Linked DNA regions of Hordeum vulgare: region 2 is linked to region 1. A link is a contact called in public Hi-C data. All regions are on one chromosome and are shown on one strand. Each heading gives the region's core, a stretch centred on a gene start, on an enhancer-like site or on the middle of the called end of the contact. The rest is flanking DNA. Distances are from core to core; before and after follow the strand shown.

The links. Hi-C and Micro-C count contacts between places; a contact is called where the count stands out from the background.
Region 2: a contact with region 1 is called in a Hi-C map of seedling, with 6 times the contacts expected there. The contact joins the promoter of LOC123425678 here to the promoter of LOC123425677 in region 1. A contact is called at or near these places in 3 of 6 Hi-C or Micro-C datasets (leaf and seedling) and 1 of 1 datasets of contacts at active chromatin or transcription factors (embryo).

What each region holds. Positions count from the first base shown.
Region 1 is chr2H:163,481,216-163,483,915 of MorexV3_pseudomolecules_assembly, reverse strand. LOC123425677 reads right to left here and starts at 1,310. Exons shown (of 16, transcript XM_045109381.1): 1 at 1,023-1,310; 2 at 519-558; 3 at 307-432; 4 at 187-222; 5 at 1-71. The coding sequence starts at 399. LOC123425676 reads right to left here. Exons shown (of 5, transcript XM_045109380.1): 5 at 1,641-2,700. The coding sequence ends at 1,955.
Region 2 is chr2H:163,862,199-163,864,898 of MorexV3_pseudomolecules_assembly, reverse strand. It overlaps LOC123425678 (brefeldin A-inhibited guanine nucleotide-exchange protein 5), which reads right to left and starts at 1,296. Exons shown (of 32, transcript XM_045109385.1): 1 at 975-1,296; 2 at 681-868. The coding sequence starts at 1,089.

The DNA of each region.
Region 1 (2,700 bases), core at 61-2,560:
GCAGCTCTGTGTGTCACCTTGGCAGTAGCTCTCCCAGTCCCAGATACCTTAACAGCAGCCCTGTCAGACTCCTGATATGTACAATGGAGCTAGTCAACGCCTCGGCAACAAAAGACTATCTGCTTCAAGACTAGCGCAGCAAACAAAACAATTTGTCCGTTTGATGGAGACGATGGGTTCACATACCATCATCGTATCAAACGGGGGAGCGTCTTCATCCAACTGTAACAGCGGATAATCGGATGAGCTGAGCATCGTCTGTCGAGCAGAATATAAAGGGGAATTTCAGAAAAGGTTGAGCGTTACCGCCGTCTGTCTGCGTTGGTAGCTTGCCATGTTGTAAACCACAAATAGGATTATCATCAAGCACAGAACAAGCAGACGCAGCCTCAGTCTCATCTTAGAGCAGTGACAGCAGCTCCTGTGACCATTCTGCAGAACCAAGCAACCCTGCATTTTAGCAGGATTTCACAACAAATGAAGCATTAAGTAAATGAAGGAAGCACAAGGGAACCCACCTTGTCCCACTAGGCGCTACTTTTCTCCGTTCATGGAACCCTGCATTCACGACATAAAAAAAACTGCAGAGGCTGAGTATGTTTTCAGAGTGACGACAGAACCCTGGGGCGTTACTTGATGAAAACACTGAAGAGAAACGACATTCGATCCCTTTAAAAAATGTCATTCCGTTTGTTCGCTTCGCGCGAGCAACAAAGAAAAAAGGACGGCCCTCTCATCATCAACCAATCAATCAATAAATCCCTTGCAAGCACGAGACACACGACGCACATATTGCCCTGCGCGTCGGTGACGTGACGATGTCTACACATCCACGGCCAAGTCACCCTGTCCACCCGCAGCTCGCGGCGAACGGCGAGGCGCGCTCTGGGATTTGGAAACGCGGGTGCGAGGACGCGCAGCCAGCGCGCAATCGGAGTGTAGAAATCTCGAAACCCAATCGATACACGGAGACGGAGATACTACTGGAGTGCTGGGCATGAGGAGAAGATAAGGGACAATACCGCGGAGGCGGATGGGGCAACCGGGGCGGACGAGGGACGATCGGCGGAGAGGCGTCTCGTCGTCTCCTCTCCTCCGCGCGGAGGGCACGGGCGCCGCTGCTATCTCGTGGAGGAGGAAGAGGAGGAGGAAATGCCTTGGAGAGAGATCGGGAAAGGCACGGGCGCGCGCGGAGGCGGAGCCAGACGCGGCCGCTTGAGCGGGCGGGCGAGACAGCGACGTTCGGAGGAAGGGTGACCCGCACCCGTCACTCGCAGCGGCGCCACGCGAGGTGACGACGACCCGACTGACTGGCGACTGGCGAGGGAGAGAGAGGCAGCGCCGGGGTGATGCCGCCACAGGAGACGGGCGTTGCGCGATGCGAGCAGCCCGTTTCGGCTCGGCTGCCTGCCACGACCGGGTTTTCCGCTTGGTTTGTTTCGTGGTTCCCTCGGTCCCCGCGCGGCCCAGGAATGTGGAGGCCCCGACCCACCACAGCTGCTTCAATTTCAACCCCCTCAAAAAAAAAATGCTTCAATTTCAATGCTACTCTTGACAAACTACCCTCTCTTGTTGCTCCAGATCACGACGTCCCCGAACCAAGAGCAAAAAAGGAATTGACTCCTACAGACATCAACACCTGTCTCCAAAATTCTGCGCTGGCATATACTTGACCAAGGAAAGTTCTAAGGGTATTACATATACAGTTATAACAGACATATATATAGCGCCTAACAACTCGGATCACATCTCTACAGACAAAAGTTGCGCTTCATCTAGCTGACCTTAAACAAAACACCAGGAAAACCACCACTCCTTCCTGTTACAAAACATCCTGATTCCCTTTGCCTAGTCTTTGACAGGGTGGTACACAACACTGGATGGAGCTACTCTAGGACCTCCTTGTAGGATTGTACACAACACGTCTGCATATCCACGGCGTCGCTTCTCCCTGTCACCGTCGAGTCCTCTTCCTGCCTTTGCTAGGACTGTCTTGCGGCGGCACAGTGGCGGCGCGCTTTTGCCCGCTCTTTGGAGGCCGCCCGACCCCTCGCTTCTTGGCGGCTGGCACGCTTCTCTCAACGGTTTTTTCATCAGCAGTTGCCGCTGCATCCGCGGGGTCGTCCTTGGTCTCGCTCTCACCCTGGCTGACAGTGCTTCCGCTCTCCCTTGAGGAAACCTTGCTTCTCTTTGCATCACGAGGCACATGACGTACCGGCGGCAATGTTCGAGAAATTTTCTTGGTTGCAGGGGCACTAGCAGCCCCTGCCGCCGCCTTCTTGCTTACTGGGTCACTTGCAACCCTTGCAGCAGTCTTCTTGATTACAGGCTCACTCGCTATCCCTGCCGCCGTCTTCTTGATTACAGGCTCACTCGCTATCCCTGCAGCCGCCTTCTTGGCTACAGGCTCACTAGCTATCCCAGCCACTGTCTTCTTCATCACAGGCTCACTTGTTATCCCAGCCACTGTCTTCTTTATTACAGGCTCACTAGCTAGCGCTGCCGTGGTCTTCTTTAATACAGGCTCAGCAGCGGTCTTATTGATTGCAGGGCCACTAGCGATCCTTGCCTTGGTCTTCTTGATTACAGGGTCACTAGCTATCGCTGCCGGTTCACAATTAATGGATGGTGCGACTGAACGCTGTTGCAACGTTTTGCATATGAGACCTCGAAGTTCGATTGCAGCCATGTGCTCCAGTG
Region 2 (2,700 bases), core at 47-2,546, 380 kb before region 1:
GACTTATATTCAGATTTACATTGATGTTTATGAATAGTAGACAAATGAACTGCCAAATAAACAAAACTATACCAATATAACAAGCATAGAACTGAAGTAAGCATCTTCATTTGCCTGTTTTGTGGTCTTTTTCTAACTGAAAGTTTTGTTGTCTTGTTACAATAACACTTATGTTAAGTTTGTCAACTAAAACCTTTCAGTTATGAATCAATTTGGTAATAGCTGTCTATGCATACGCACTGATTTTACTCTCCGACTCCAAGTTTGGTCCAACATCCAGTACATACATGATGATAGTCTATGACCGATGTCGATCTTGTCAGAATTGTATGCTTGTCAAAACAGTATAGAGACTGTTTACATCCCGAACCCAGATGGCCAAATGCAAGGGGTTGTGTAATGCTTCCAGTCATATGGAATGAACAACAATGGTCTCATACACCATCTATCACCACATCAGCAAATAAAGTATCCCCTACACAGGGCATCCCAGCCCCAAGGACCAATGCCTTTCAGGGGGGCCTGCTGCTGTAGTGAAAGATCAATTCAAGTTTGCTACCGTAGTGAACGATCACTCTTGCCGCACCGCATTTGCGGCGACAATGTAACCCGGTTTCTGGTTTGTAAGCCTCCGGCGGGTGAAGAGGTAGCAACGACCAGGAAAAGGAGACAGACATTACATGGAGGCAGTCGAGCGCCGGCTCGACGAGCTTGATGTGCTTGGTCTCGAAGGCGAGGCGCAGCGGCTGCAGCACCAGCTCGGCCTGGGTGCCCTCCAGCACGCGCCCGGCCGAGGCCAGCACATGCGTGACAGGCGCCGGCGCGCCGTCCTCCTGCTGCTCCTGGGCCGCCGCCCCCTTGATGGCATCTGCGACAGACACGCAAACCAGAGCTTAGTCGATCACCGATCGGGCGCGCGCGCGCAGCTGCGGTATCCCCAATGCGCGGGGTGGTGGCGGAAGGCGTGGACGCACCGAGGTAGGACTGGATGGATTGCTGGAGCGCGGCGAACTTGCCGCGGTTGGCGGAGCACTCCTTGAGCATGGCCTCGAAGGCCCGGGTGACGAAGCCTCCCGCGGCGCCCGCCATGGCCGCGGCGGATCTCCCTCCTCCTCCTCCTCCTCCGGGTCGCGGCGGGGCGAGTGGGGAGGAAATGGAGTGGTTAGATCCGAGGAGAGGGAGGGGACGCGAGATCTGGAGAGAGAGAGAGAGAGAGAGGGGAGGGGGGTTTGGATCTGGGCGCCTCACTCGTCGACCTGTTTCGATCGCGGGTTTCAACGGATCGCCAGGACCATTTGCCAAATTTCTTTCACGGCAATATACTTTGCCTTGCCACGACCTCCCACGCACACGCAGTAGCAGACTATCTGTGCAGAAGATTCGGTGCGTGTGCGCAAAGGTTTAGGCCAGACGGGCCTATGGGAGAACACGTCGACAAACGATGGTTTTGTTTTGTTTTGCTAATCACCTCATCAAGCATTTACAGTTTTGCAATGTATACTCCATCGGTCTCGGTTTATAAATCATGTTACGAAAATCAAATAATCTCAAAATATTAAGGCATGATGCATTAACTTTCACCTTTTTTGTTGTTTTTTAAGATGAATAAAGAAATCAACCAATAAAAGACATGATGCATGTATACTTTTAATGACTTGAGACTAACCTAGCACGACATGCATTGATCAATTCCTTGCATGTAATGGTATTAATTAGTAAAATTAACATTAATTTTTCTCATTTTCCTTTCTGTCTTGATCGCAATGCACAACCTAAGATGACATATACATCTAAATCCGAATACATTCTATCTTCCTAACTGAACAGAGCCCACATATAAAGCCAGGTTGCATTTACTTACGTCTCGGTGTTTGATCTATAGTTGTTATGCTCATTTATGTATAGATCTTAAATCACAAACTCTCTTTGCATATTTATCCCATACAAATTCTTACCATCATTTGGTAAAATAATGTAATCATGATACTGGTTCACGTCATTGTACCATGTATATGATTAATAATTTTAGAAACATGGTACAGAAGCAAACAGTCACAATACACGCACACTTACACTTATGAATAAGTGCATGCGCTCTTGTTCTATGAGCACCTTTGAAATATTGAGTCGGGAGATCTTGAAATTGACGTAGTCGTGAGGTACCCCACAGTTGTGGGGCACATCATATTATTAAAAAATTAATGTACGAGAGACTGAAATAAATTCAAAAAATATGTGAGCACTTGTATCAAATCTAAGATTTGAAGCCGGGTGGGTTGGTTTCATCTAAGTTAAGCTTGGTTTTTCAAAAAAAAGGCTTAGTTCCCATGACTCACAATTTTAGGTCCTCTTTGGTTAACCCAATTTTCAAATCAAGAGAATAGGAAAAGGTTTGATTAAAGTATTATCTTATATTAACTTGGATCTTTTATAGGATTATAATGCTACATGATTTTACATGAGAGTGTTTGATATAACATAGAAAGAACAAAGAAAACTATTAAGAGGTTTGAGTGGACCAAAAAAGTCCTCGCTAATAAAGTTGAAGTATCGTAGGGATACCGCTTCGTCTCATGGCTCTCGGGTAAATAAGGCGATTAGAGTTTCACCTAGCTCCCATCGACGCGAGTAGTGGAGCCAGGCCTCGGGCACACAAGGCCCAGGCCGAGGGCGTGGAAACTTTTACCATCAATTATCTAT